2 separate regions of the Oryctolagus cuniculus genome follow, and region 1 is linked to region 2. Evidence: chromatin contacts called from public Hi-C data. All regions are on one chromosome and are shown on one strand. Each heading gives the region's core, a stretch centred on a gene start, on an enhancer-like site or on the middle of the called end of the contact. The rest is flanking DNA. Distances are from core to core; before and after follow the strand shown.

Evidence for each region. Hi-C and Micro-C count contacts between places; a contact is called where the count stands out from the background.
Region 1: a Hi-C map of liver shows a contact between it and region 2, with 5 times the contacts expected there. The contact joins the promoter of SGK1 here to the enhancer-like site in region 2. A contact is called at or near these places in 3 of 6 Hi-C or Micro-C datasets (ear pinna, liver and an unstated tissue).

The regions. Positions count from the first base shown.
Region 1 is chr5:34,689,196-34,696,689 of mOryCun1.1, reverse strand. It overlaps SGK1 (serum/glucocorticoid regulated kinase 1), which reads right to left and starts at 3,010. Exons shown (of 12, transcript NM_001082056.1): 1 at 2,891-3,010; 2 at 2,688-2,763; 3 at 2,235-2,310; 4 at 1,756-1,860; 5 at 1,560-1,643; 6 at 1,311-1,442; 7 at 980-1,092; 8 at 536-659; 9 at 9-104. The coding sequence starts at 2,966.
Region 2 is chr5:34,638,254-34,645,419 of mOryCun1.1, reverse strand. It overlaps a transcript of SGK1 not described here. Among named protein-coding and RNA genes, the nearest start is that of SGK1, 52 kb to the left of the region's middle. Within about 2 kb of position 2,234, at least 1 of the 8 cell types and tissues checked has an H3K27ac peak or open chromatin away from gene starts, as enhancers often do.

The DNA.
Region 1 (7,494 bases), core at 1,761-4,260, 50 kb before region 2:
CGACTCACCAGGCCATACAGCATCTCATACAAGACGGCCCCCAGGCACCACCAGTCCACCGTCCTGTCATAAGGCTGCTTATGAAGCACCTCAGGTGCAAGATACTGAAAGACACAACAGGAAAACAGAGCTTAGAACCTGCAAGACCGGGCAATCCCAAGAGCAGACATGTACTCTGCAAGGACAGACCCAGAGGCAACTCAGGACGTATTCCTTCAGATTACTGCCCGACAAAACCGCTATCCTTTCTGAGGCTAACCGGCCACCTCTGGGTGCCTCTATTTAGGAAGCTACTGGGTAGCTAACAGTTATCATCCTTGGGGGTTTAGAAACCCTTTTATGATGTGGCTCCTACAGATAGGTCATTTCAATGACAGCAACAGGATGTCTTAGAATTTCTCACGCTGCATGCACCAAGCCATGAATGTAATTTGCTCTCACTGAGCTGTACTAAGCACATTTCTGAAGAGTTCAGGAAGTTAGAAGCACTGTGGCACTAGTCTCTCCTGGACGGACTGAGCAAGCGAGCGCCTACCTCGGGTGTGCCGCAGAAGGTGGACGTCGTGCCGTTGTGTTCAATGTTCTCCTTGCACAGCCCAAAGTCAGTCAGGACGATGTGTCCCTGTGAATCTAGTAGAATATTCTCCGGCTTCAAGTCTCTGTAAAAAATGAACAGAGGAGTAGTTGCTGATGTTAATTTCAGTTCATAACAAGTCCTCTGTGAAGCTAACTGCTAAGGGCATTAGGTATTTTAAATTCACTGCAGTTGTGCAGTGAATAAAAAAAGGGAGTCCTTGTTCTGCTGATCTAGTCTGGATTAGGGACAATCCCAGTTGGCCAGTTCCCTAGTGGCATGGAGTCAAGGCAGCTCACGTGCTGGGGGATCTGGTTTTAGGGGACCAGGTGCACGCACACACACTCTCTCACACAATCTTAAGGCTCCCTCAAGCAGGAGGGCTACCAGGGCTCTTTGGCTCACCTATAAACGATGTTCAGAGAGTGCAGGTAACCCAAGGCACTGGCTATCTCAGCAGCATAGAAACGAGCCCGTGGTTCCAGGAAGCAGCGCTCCCTCTGGAGATGGTAGAACAACTGCAGGAGACAGGACAAAGTTAGTCTGGGCTGCCAAAACACTTCACTAGTGACATATATAGCTAACGAAAACAATCGCAGGAAGTAGCCCTAGGTAATCTATTAACTATTTGAAGCCCGGCAACTTTTACCCCCTAAAGACCTTCGAAAACTTCCTTTTTAGACTAAAAAACCAAGCAGGCTGTGCAGAGACCGGCCCCTGCTCCCCACTCGCTCACCTCTCCACCGTTAATGTAGTCTAGGACAAAGTACAGCTTGTCGGCCGTCTGGAAGGAGAAGTGCAGGCCCACCAGGAAAGGGTGTTTCACGTTCTTCAGCAGCACGTTCCGCTCAGACATAATATGCTTCTCCTAGGAGGATGACAACCCAGACTGAGCGACAAACTTCAACTTGGCACCCACTCCCAAGGCAAAGCTGATTCAGTGAGCGTCCACTCACAGCTCCAACCCACCAGCCCCTTCTCCTACCTCCTTCTTTTTCAGGATTGCTTTTTTCTGCAACACCTTGACTGCATAGAAGGCTTCCTCTGCTTTGTGTCTCGCTAGTAGAACCTGAAATTGCAATAAGAAAAAAAAAAATCATCCTTTTTGGGTCCTCATCCAGGGAGAGTGTAAAATGAACACATACGAGAGTATATACAAAGGTCTCCGGATCTGAAATTACCTTTCCAAAACTGCCCTTTCCAATCACTTTTAGGAAGTGAAAGTCTGATGGTTTAGCATGAGGGTTTGATGATGGGCCAAGGTTGATTTGTTGAGATGGACTTGGCTGAAAAATAAAACATTCTCCTTTAGTGTCACCGCTTTCAAAGGCAGACGTCCACAATAAAGCATAAAAGCTGGATGCAAGTCCCATACGTCTATCAACGCACTCAAAACTATTTTTCAACCACACCATGTCATTATTTCAAGTGAGTATGGAGATTAAACGGATAAAACTTTTATGAAATATGCCTTCAGACAATACTCCACTGACTCAATACTTAACTAGTTATGTCACCTGTTATGTCCTTAACTAATGAGACATTCCTGCCTTCATACTAATTTCCAGAAATGCTATTTTAATCCATCAATGTAGGGATACTAGGTGACTCACTTAACAATTCTCCCCCATAGATGCTTCACAAACGGAACGATACTCACCGGAGGCGAAGGGTTGGCGTTCATAAGCTCGGGCTCCTGAGGTTGGGAGATTTTCAAAATGGACTGAACTTCAGTGCTGCAGAGGAAAAAAAAACACACACACGTTGGAGCCTCCTCGCGCCCCACTAGGGGGCACAGCAACACCACCAGTTGAGTTTCTGGCTCGAAGTTTCCCCGGAGAATCCAGGACTTCAACTGCAAACACCCAAAATCATCTACTGGGCCCTTTGAAGCCAACAGTGAGCCCAGCTGTGTACAGAAATTGAGGTGGTTTTTCACGCGGAGGGCGGGCGACAAGGAGGCAAGCCCGTCTCCGTGTTAAAAACGTCTCAAGTAAACCAGGATTTGAGGAGAAATGAGATCTCCACCCCGACGTAACCCAGCGAGGGGAGACGACTCTGCTACCCTGCCGGCGCTACTGACTTTAATTCCCGCAATCCCACCCGAACTTACTGCTTGCACGCATAGGAATTATTAGCGATCTTCTGAATAAAGTCGTTCAGGCCCATCCTCCTCTGCTTCATGAACGCTGTGAATGAAAGAGGAGAAATAAACGAATGCTCAGATGGCTTCGTAACGTCCGCCGCCACACACACTCCGTGATCCGCGACCTTCCGAAAACTCGCACCGCGCGGCGGCCTGACTCCTGCACTCACCGATGAGGATGGCCACCATGCCCCTCATCCTGGAGTAAGTGAGGGGGCCCCTAGCAGCCTCGGTTTTCACGGTCATCGCCACGGTGAGACCACAGCGAGTCGTTGGGAATGAGAGACCGGCTCAGCCAACTCTGCGCTCGGGCCGCGCGCCCGGCTTTATAAAGGCTGCGCCGGCAGGGGAGGGGCCCGACCGGCGACAAAGGAGCGGCGCGGCCCCGCCCCCCAGCGCAGGCCCCGCCCCCGGCCGCCGCGCCGCGTCCCGGCGGGACGGCAGCCCGCGGCGGGCGGTTCTGTCCCCAGCCTGAGGGCGAGCCGCGGGCGGAGGTGGGGGACTCGGGAGCCGCCCGGGGAGGGCAGTTTCGCCAGTGTTCGGCGCCCCGGGGCGCGGGCGGAGGTGGCGGGAAAGGATGCGGAGTAATTTTCCATTTTTCTCATTTATTCCGTTCGGCGAGGAAGTCAGGGTAGCAGCGCCGAGCTGCCTTCCGGACGCAGCCCGGCGGGCCGGCGGCCCTGCGCGAGCCCACACCCTCCCCCGCAGTTGCACTCTCTCGGCGATAGATAGCCCGGGACCCCCGCCCCGGCGCCCCCCGGTTTCCTCCCCGCCGAGGCCGGGCGGAGCGTGCGACCGCCCGGGAGTTCTCTCAGGCGCAGGCGTCTCAGCGCGCCCTCATCTGCAGGGTCAGCGCGGGGCCGGAGCTCCCGGGCCGGTCCTCCCCGCTCCCGCCGCCCGGTCACGCCGCTCTCCGTCCACCCCCCACCCCTTCTCCCGAGCCCGAGAACCGGGCCGGAGCCATGCGCCCGCGCGCACCGGAGGAGCCAAGTCCCCGCGGGGGCCGAGGCGCGCTTACCCAGTCCGCTCAGCAGGAAAGACTCGCTCCTTTTCTGCGCCTCGGCCCTCTTTTTGTGGCGGGGCCGGAGCAAGGACTCGAGCCGGGCCCTGGCGAGCGCTCCCTGCATCTCCCCCATGGGCAGCGGGCGGCGGGCGAGAGCGACCGGAGAGCACTGACGTTTCCTTGAAGGAGCCGCCGTGACTCAGGCCGGGCAAGATTTCCTGCCCGGGTCCCAAAACAAACAAATGGCCCTTGTGCACGGCCGAGCCGCTTCCGAAAACGCCTTTTTTGTGCTTTTGGCCAAAACCAAGCAAGGCTGGAAAAAAAAAAATCCCAGAACTTGGAAGAGGAGGAAGGAAGGAAAGAAGGAGGGAAAAGGGGGGGGAGGGGAGTCAGGAATGTGTAGGGGAGGGGGCGGAAGCAAAATTCGGCTCTGCATTGAAGACAAAGTGCAATCTGCAGCCCCCCCCCACCCCTTTTGTAATTTCTAGAGAACATTCTGTCCGTTTTGCGTGCACTTTTTTTCCCCCTTGCATTTTAATCCGCGCCACGCCGAGAACACGTGAGGAGGCCGGTGAGGGCGGCGGCGGCGGCGGCGCGGACCTGGCGTGACCCGGGCGGCAGAGGGCGGCGGCGGCGCCCGGCCCGCGCCCGCTGCTCTGCCGCCTCAGAACTCCGCAAGGTCAACGCTACCCTGTCTTAGAATCCCTTCGTTTGCCCTCCTCGTCCCTGCCGCCCGCAGAGTCGCCTGCGTTGGGCTGTTTCCCGCAAAGTGGCGTCTCCTGCACCCCCACAGGGACGAGCCGGTGACGGCGCTCCGGCGCGCGGACCGGGGCTGGAGGCTGCCCGCGGCGGCCGGGCTGTGCAGGCGGCGAGGCCGCTGCCTTCCAGTAACCCCGTCGCTGGGAGCCGCCGGGGCGCTGCAGCCCAACCGCGGGCGCGGGGACGCGCGCCAGCGCTGGCCGGGGGGTGTCTCTGGCTCAGACCTGGCCGGGAGCGGCAGAGACGGCTGCAAGTTCCCCCTCTTCGCTGGGCCGGGTACCTGGCGCTCGCCGCTGCCGTCTGCGGTGGCTGCCCTGCCCTGACCCCTTGCTGCCCTGCCATTTTAGAGTTTGCCTACTGGAGCCTCCACACTCCCAAACACCAGCTGTCGACCCAGGAATAGCCTGCGAGGCGCTTTTTCCCTTGGTCTTGGGCAAGGATTTGTTGTGCAGGCACAGCCACCTCGTTTGCCCTAAAATGATCTAGTCTGGTATCCTGCTTGGGTTTTTCGGTCGCAACAGCCCCAGCTCGGGAGAAGAGAGCATGCATCCTTCTCTCTCTTGGAGACTGGTTGATGAAGTTTGCTTAGTGCTGCTCTCTTAACACAGCACGGGCTCCAACTTAAAGCAAGGTTTGGGTAATTCCATATCATAGTAATTGGCCCGTGTCTGCTTCCTTGTGAACAGATTCTGCCCAGAATACCAGCTATTGCCATTGTACCCCTGGCCCATGTTCTGCCAGTCAACCAACCCAGCCCGGTCCTGTTCCCACCTGTTCCTCGCCAAGTCTTGCCTTGACAAGACAGCAAACATCACTCAGACTGCCTACAAACATCAATCTGCCCGAAGAGTCTTGCCTTTTGTTTTAAAACACTAAATTAAGAAATCAAAATCCCCGCCCTTCCCCCCCTCCCTGCTCCTCACAGGTGCCTGGCCCATGCCCAGTAATTTCAAAACCTCTGGGCATCCTTGTGTTACCGGCTCCATCCAAATCAGAGTTCGGAAAGCACTAACCTTTCAAAGGGGATTTGATAGCCTCCTCTTTCATTCTTCAAGCTGCCCAGGATATAAGGTGGAGGACTGATTTCTGGAGGCTGGAGGTAGTAAAGCTCACTTGTGATGGGACTTGCCTCCCTGCTTCTGTCTCTGAGATGATAAGGGAGGCTGAGCCAGAGGCCAGCTGTCCCGGTTCTGCTGCGAACCCCACTTTATATCTAGGGAATTTACATACAGGAAGGGAGCAAGCTGCAAAGTTCATCACTGGGCCATTTATTCCAACCCCCCCCCCCTTGCAACATCATCCAGCAAATTACAGTCATCAGCGTCCTAGGTTTATTACACCCTCACTAAGACACACAAGAAATGTAACTTAACTGATTAACATCACAAATCAGTGCAGAAAAAAATTCAAAACATATGCACAGGGTTCATTCTCTCTGAGAAGATCGGCGGCATGCGTTCCAGGAGGGACGTGAAATTCGAGTGAGAGGGCTCTCAGTGGAATGGAGAAGACACACAACCATATGATTTGTGGTTAGAGCAGAAGAGGAATGTCTGATGGGCTTCTGCCTCCCTCTACACGAACGTTCAGCGCTTGGAGACGGAATGGCCAGCTAAACTTATCATTTAACCCGAGAGAATCAAGTTGTTGAGACTGGCCTTTCTTCCAACCGGATACCTGATGGGTGGAGCAGGCGCCCCCTGTTCTGTCCCAGCAACCTACTAAAGCTTCCGAACAGGAAGGTGACACACGGCGGTGAGCGGGGCGGGGAGGCAGGGCACTGTGTGTGACGCGCGCCGGGTAGCACCGCGCAGTCTCTGGGTCGCCTGTGGCTGCTATTCTGTTCTTCCTTCCTGTCGCCAGTCTCTTTCTCTGGGTCAGATAGTCCTCCTACCGGGAGCAATCCTGCCCCTTCCTTCTTCCTCCCTGGTGGCAAAGTGGCCTGAAGTGCCTCGCCAAACTGCTCTTGGAACTGCAACCTAGAGGGCGCTCGAGTTCTCCGGGAGAACTGCAGACGCGCCTGCTTTCCCTGCCTTGCCTCCTGAGGTTTAATCACTTCAGAGAATTTCTAGACCACACTTTTCTGCATTCAAAGATCATATAGAAGATTTGGTCTGAGATAGACTGGTTACCTCCCGAGTCGCCCAAACCAGTCGTCTCACAGCTATGCCTCGTGCTGGGAAAACTGCAATTAAAACTCCCCAATGGAAATCACTCACCACTTTGTAAAGTTTGCACCAAAACATTTTCTGGTGCATGCATATTTTAATACTTTGGAAAACTGTTTTCTGCTTCTCTACTTTATTTCTCTTTAGTGGTGGACTATGAATACTGAAACCTTAAGGCTTTACCAGAATATGGCCATATAATTTAAAGGCTCACAAATCACTGATATTTCTCTATACATTAGAAGAGATATTTTGAAAAAAACACTTTATAAGACTTAAATATATCCACTCTGGGCTACTCTTAAAATATGTCAGCTATGTTGGTCTTGAGTTTCCAGAGATAATATTTTCCACCGTAGACAAGGCAATTTTTATTGCTCAAAGTGCCATAAATTCTAGAACAATTTTGTGCATAGTTTAGGTTCCCATGCTTTTCAATTCATTGATTGATGAATGCAGAAACCATTCCCTGAAGCATCCTCAAAGAAAATGTAAAGATCAGAAAAAATGATTATTACTCTAGAGAGCAACAGAATGGAGTTACCAAGTATATATCTCTCTTTTTTTTTCTTGCTCTCTGTTTTTTTTTTTTTAAACTGTGTTCATCAAACATAAAATGATGAGGACAAATGAGTTTGTTCATGGGTAACTAACTAGCTATGGAGGTTATAAATAAAGTAGATAACCAAGAGAAGAACATACTACCTATAATAATAGTGTTAAGAGTTATTAAACCCACAAAACCATATGCATCATTTATTGCAGGCCTTTTTTTTTTTTTTTTTTTTCAAAACAGAGGTGATAACACCAATGTTCTACAGCCATCCTTCTAGAAAAGGGAGAC
Region 2 (7,166 bases), core at 985-3,484:
TGTGCTGCTAGGAAAACGGTCGGTGGTACTTCCCTCTGATAACGCACTAGCTTCTCAACTGGTGAGTGATCCAGAGAATGAGATGTGCGCAAAGTGCTCAGTACCTGACCTGGATCTAAAACCATGACAACCCGGCAGATAAGAAGCAGCCAGAAATATCTTTGTGAAATCAATCGCTCTTTGAAAGGGTGTGGGCAAACTCTGCTACCTTTAATCTTTCAGAAATTTCTGCCGCAGTCCTTTACCTGTGAAATGGGGAAGCTGGGCTATGTGAGGCTGATGGCCCTTTCTAGTCCTAACAGCCCATCATCTTGTGATCTTCGAGAAAATGTTCTGGGCACAGCGAGAAAGCACCACTAAAGGTCAAGGAACGAGAGCAAATATTTGAAGCTGGATGCAGGACAGCAGGTTGCTTGATGTCATCAGACCACTGGGGACAGAAGGTACACTCCAAGATGACCTCTCAAAGGACGAGAAATGTGCTGTATTCTGCCAGCAAATGAAGTGAGCGTGGACTCGCTCTGAGCCATGCGCCCACCGCTTTTTTCAGGAGTCTCAGGGATGGAGGGAGACAGGGAAGCCTCAGCAGACCCCAAGGGCATCTACAGGGTGAATAGCTTCCTTCCCAAGAGGGGTGACTGGAGACCATGACCACGGAGGAGGCAGGGATCATGAGGCTGCCCAGGCCAGAAAGCCCTAGCCAAGAGGAAACTTGGAGAGGAACAGCATAGGATAATCACAGGACCAACGAGGCACGGTGCTGGAAGGCTGACGAAGGGATGAGACCTCAGAAGCACGGTGGACGAGACTTCACCACTGTGCTGCAGGGAAGCCATTATCATTGTCAAAGATAACTCTGCATCCTGGTTCTGCTGCTTCATACCTGCTATATCCTTGTGCTTGTTAAACAATGTGTTTTCCTCACCAGCAAATAGGAAATAATAATAATACAGTCATGTGCTGCAAAATGGCATTTCAGTCAACAATGGACTACAAATACAGTGATGATCTTACATGAATGCAATGGAGCTGAACAGTTCCTGTCACCAGGGCTTTGTAACCCATGCATTCCTCACGTGTTTCTGGTGACGCTGGTGTGAACAGACCCACTGTGCCATCAGTTGTATAAAGGAAAACCACATAGTTATGTACGGTACATGGTACTTGATAATGATAATAAATGACTGTTCTACCTTACATATTTAGTACACTATACTTTTTATCATTTCAAAAAGATTTATTTATTGGAAACGTAGAATGATAGGGTGAGAGAAAGAGAGAGAGATTGATTCCATCCACTGATTGACTCCACAAATGCCTACAAAGCCAGGGCCAGATGATGTGGAAGCCAAAATACAGTTGTATCTCTTTTGTGCACTGATTGTAGACATTAAATAAAATAATGCATGTCAAGTGTTAAAGATACTTATTGGTGCATAGTAGACATTCCAAACTGAGTATTAGTTAATCAAGTTTACTACTAGTGTTATTGTTATCTGAATCATCAATGTGAGTATTGAATTTCTGCAGATGGTTGCTTATGAAAAAGGAGAGAGTAAAACTACTGCCTGAAGACCCAAAGTGATGACAGAATATGATGTGTCTCGGAGGAGAGTAGCTGTCGACAATAAAAGGCAGTGGGTTGGGGTGAGTAATAGTGCTGACGTGGATGGGGAAGTTAGAGGGTATCTGGCGGAGACTGGAGGGGAAGCCCTTTCTGCTTGAAGATGTCGGAGAAGATGTGTCATCTTAGTAGGAAGTCAAGTCTCAAGAAAGACAGCATTTTCCTGAAGACGTCTCTTAAAACACACACACTCACACACACACACACAAAACCAGGTGTTTGTTTCCATCTGTCTGGGGAGGAATACTCAGGCTCTTCCCTCTTGGAGATTCACGGAGCACATTGCCCAAAGGAAGACTCTGAAAACCCTAGCCTGGCTCTTTCAAAGCACACATGGCCAAAAACCTATTGTAAAATTTGACACGCCTTGTGTGGTCCCACCTAATAAAATGAGAGAGGAGAGGAAGGGTTTTGAGAAAAAGTTCAGTGATTTACTGGAGCTCATTGGCAATTGTCCCAGAGGAAACAGAAAGCGAAGGGATTAATGATATGGCTAAATGAGAAAAAAAGAAAGGGCAGAGATGTGTGGGATTAAAACTAGGAGAAGGGACTGAGCAAGCGGAAGTGATTGCTGTGTGCTGGTGCAAGGGCACCATGGGTGAGAGGAGAGCACTCTGAGGGCAGTGTTGGCAATGAGTCCAGGCCTCTCTCTAGGTTTGCCTTGAAATGGCCTATTTGGGCCAAAGGTGGAGCTGTTTAGAACATGTGAAATTCACTCAATGTTACTTCATAGTCTTTGAACACTTAGAACTTATCTTTAATATTCAAAACAGTAGTCTGCTGTTGAGTATGAACTTGACTGTACACTGACTGCCTGAATAAATATCTCAACTTACGCTAAAAACTTTAAAATGATTCCCATGGTTTTCAAATAAACATAGTTAAAAATGTTGTCATAAATATTTAATTATATCTAGCTTGGAAATATGGAAGCAGTAATGAATTAGCAAGATAATAATCAAAGTATGTGGTAATATTAATAAATTGATGATTTTATTTATATTATAAATGATTGTTAATTATCTGAGGAGGCATATTAAATATCCATGATAAAATTATGGTTGGGACACTTCATTAATGCCCTTGGAAACACTTCCTTTGTACCTTACTATGTTCTAATATGATCCTTGATGAAATTAAATTGCTACTGATTTTCTAATCTGTCTAATTCATTAACCTTGCACTAATGAATTGTACTGCTTGGCTTGTTCTCAGAAAGCTCAAGTGGTTGCTCATCAATCTACATGTAATTGTTATTTATGTTTTTAAAACTGCTACCTTTTCATCTATAAATATAGGTGAAGGAAAATGAAGTCTTGATGACATTAAAATAATAAAATCAAATTTGAGAAAATCTTAAAGAACAATAAAAAATTATAGGAGCTATGGTTTTATTTACATTTTAGACCATAATAGTTTAATCTTCCAAGCAGCCAATTACCTCCTGGCAATTAAAGATAAGAACATGTCTGTTTAAGATACCTTCTCTTGAGGTTGTATGGAAAATCTGCCAGTCCAAAGGGAGCTGCTCTGCAGTGGGATAAAATATGAGTAGATTTATTTTCATATGAGAATATGTCACATCTCTGTGTAGAATAGACAAATAACCTTTGAGATTCTGTCAAGAATAGGTCTTTAGGGGACATAGAACCTTCAGAACTGGAGGGTGGGAATTGGAAAAAGCAAGCTGAATCTTTATTTCAGTTTTCTTCATAATTTATTTAAAGTGATAAGGGAACAAAATTTAACATTGAGCCAAGAAATACATAAACATCTCATTTGTTCTACAAAAGTCACAATGGCACAGTTCATTTAATGATGGACTTGCTTTTCAGTCTCTCCTTCCTTTTCTAATTTTCTTTTTGTTGAACAAAAAGACATGGGCTTTGGATTAATGAGTATGATTTTTGATGGACACCCATGACAAGATTAAGGGTCATGGTAGATTGGAGTTGGGTTAGAAGAAGGATGGAAGCAGAGAGAAATGAAGTGAATCTCCACACATTCTCTCATTAGAATCTCCCAGCAACCCTGATGTTTGTATTATTATTCATTTTATAAGTGAGGAAATTTAAGGATACAGCTGTTTCATGTCAAAGCTGGGCTTGGAACTGATATCTAACAATAAAACCATAGTTAATACATACAAGGTCTAATAATTTTTAAAATAGATTTATTTGTTTATTTGAAAGGCAGAGTGACAGAAAGAGGGGGAGGGAGAGAGAGAGAGAGAGAGAGAGAGAGAGAATCTTCCATCTACTGGCTGGTCCAGGCTGCAACCAGGAGCCCAGAACTCCATCCGGGTCTCTTATATGGGTGTCAGGTACCCAAATACTTGGGCAATCATCTGCTGCCTCCCAGGTGCATTAGCAGGAAGCCAGGTCAGAAGCAAAGGAGTCAGGAGCCAAATCAGGCACTCTGATATGCACTGTGGGGCTTAAGCTGCTGTACCACAATATCCACCCCTAACTTTTCAAGAAACACTGGGTAATAGCAGGCGACATGGCCAGAGATGTGATGGACTGGCCAAAGTATTCAAGGGGTCTTGCTCTTACTGCACCTTTCATATCCCAGGGCTGGATCGCCCTTCAACCTGCTCCCCACACAGAATGAACTGTTAACAGATTTGAGCACACTTTGGTACTGAAGGGGGAGGAAGCAAAGTCTTCCAGAAGAGGGAAAATCCCTTTTTTGACGAAACATCCTGTGTGGGCCACTGTGAAGCTTGGATTTCCCCTAGATTAGCTTGGGGTGGCTTGTTGCTGCTTCTCACACTGCCTCAATTCAAAGTCACACCTGCTACAGTCTCTTCTAAAATTTACCCATATATGGTGCACCCAAAACCACAAACACAGAACTCAAAGTGGCATTTGCCACTTCTGAGATGCAGAACAGAAAGGAAGAGCAGGTGTTTTTTTTTTCTTAATGAATTAAGTGCGTAGTACATGGTGCATGGAAGAAATGAACACTATTAGATTGAACTTGCTCAACCTCTCAATATGGAAAGGTTAATTTGGGTAGCTGGGGTTAATAATGTGGCTATTAATGTTTAGATATGAATGTAATGTGACTGATTGAGAAAGCAGGTGCTAGTTTGATGCACCATGCATGAGACGGATGAGTCATGTCACTGATTTACAGATAGTCCTGACCATGAAACTATTCAGGGATCCAGAGTCAAATCTGTGTCATACAATGTATGTCATTCACTCAAATTATAGATAATTTTAGTCTGTGCATGCTCAATATAGCCTATGCCTTTTTTTTGCTTTAAACATCTTTTGTACTTTGTATTTCTGCCTTGTCTAAATAAATATTATCATCTATAATAACCATTGCCAATCAATTATGAGACTTATAAAAATACATACAGCTTTTAAACTGAACCCATGAAATAAAGCCTGTGACTTCTGCTTGCATCTTCAATGTAAATGAGTTCTCACAGCTGTTAAAATGATTTCAATTATGAAAAAATGAGAATTTTCACAATCTTCGATGGCTAAAGGCCTTGTAGAAAAAAGTCCCAATCAAAAATTGTTGCTTTTTTTTCTTTTATGTGTATCATGAACCATAGGTTCTGATTTGTCTAGTGGATTAGGGCACTGTCCTAAAAGATGGTTCCTTGTTCATGCCCAGGGGAGGTCAGTTAGATTAACCTTGCAACTTGATTGAAAATTTGTTCTATTGGTCTTCAGTGAGATTACACCAGAGTACAAACAGATAACACAAATTCAGCCTTTTATGTTAGCAAATGTAGTTCAAACCACAGCTTAACATTGATAAGGGGTCAATAATGGCCTCTTCCCTCACAAAGACAGATGACATACATGTGGAAGCATCCTAGAAAAATCTGTTATCTTTTGTCTTTTTATAATTATTTATTAATGCATATATGAGAAAAACTACTCTCAACCAGGCAGGTTCTGCCCTTCCAAGAAACTAAGAGTTTTCATGTCAAACACAAAATGAGGTTCAGTCTGTAAACCCACTGTCTCACATCCAGAGTATTTCCTCTCTCTTCAATTACTACCTTTTTTGAAGTTTTTCAGTTTTCCCACATCCTAATTTTACATTTTCCCTTCAGTCACTAAGTAATGATAAACCTGGTAAATAACAAAGTTTGTTTGTGGTTCCAGACTCCATCCTTTTAATCATTTTTCTCATTTCAGGAATGAGGGCTGTTTAGTTAATATCACCCTTTCTCATATCTGGAATCCTCATTTGTCTTTGCAAAACAAGAATTAAGTTTATTGTATTAAATCCCAAGGATATTTTTCCTTAACAGGGTCAGAGCCATAAACCTTAATCCAAGGCCATAAATCTCCAATGGAAGAATTTCTGGAATTCAACTCTGTCCCATCCATTCTTTATTCCTACTGATAACCACTTTGTAATAGAAACATTAAATGGATCCTTATTTCCCAAGGCTAGCATAGAAATGATTTAGGGTGTTTGTAAAAACTTTTAATGATCTGAACTCTGTTTCCAAGTTGAGTTCCATTTTCCTTGCTCCAAATTTACCATGTCATCCTAAGCCTCGTTATTTGTCCTATCTAGCTGAGCTTTTCTCCCCTACCCTTCCCTACCTCACTAACTTACTCATTCCTCACTTCCTAGCTTATATTGCTTTTCTGCTGGGGAATCTTCCTTGGCTTTGGGACTCTCACGTGCAGTCTACACCTTCCCCTGTTGTAGCACTCATCACTCCCTCTTATAACTGCCTGATTATTTGTCAGTATTTCCCCCTCTCCCAGAAGCACTGGATAGTGTGTTAGTACCAAACCCATAACAGAAACTTGCAATCAACACCAGTTGAGAGAAAAAAACCAAGGCCCTGTGGTGGCTTAGAAGGAGATCCTGAATTCTGGTGTCTCTGTTTCCATATGTTGCTTAGGTGTTCACTCTCTGAAAGGTCTGCCTTCATGTTGGCTTTCAAAAACTCAGAGCTGTAATTCACATCAATGGTTCTCTCTCTCTCTCTCTCTCTCTCTCTCTCTCTCTCATCTCTCTCTCTCTCTCTCTCTCTCTCTCTTATTGCCAAATTAACTCATTAAGCATTTTCCAATCTACAAAGACTGGTAACCTTTGTTCCCCGTGTTACTTAACTAGAGACTCACCTATCTGCTATTCATCTAACCAAGCCAGAAATGTTGGTTGATAGCATTCTTCCCTCAGGTAGAAATTTAGGTGAATCTTCTGAAATGGTCCTTTTGAAATCAACACATAAAGAAAACAATAGGGAATTTCCAGTGGAGTAAAGAGAAGTGAATTGAGAACAGACTTGCATATTTACAGCTATCAAGACTGATGGACATTGGAAAAGTAAACTCAAATTGCAGAGAGCAAGCTGTGGAATTTGGCTTGACTTCAAAGAGATTTTCAGTATGTTCTTGTACTGATATACACTCAAGGCCAACAAGAGAAGTTCAAGCTGAGTCACTTATATAATATCAATATATTCTGTTGGTTGTGATGATTCTTTCAAGAGATGATGTCACACAAATTGAGTTTTGCTACAATCTTGCCAAGAAATAGTTTGACT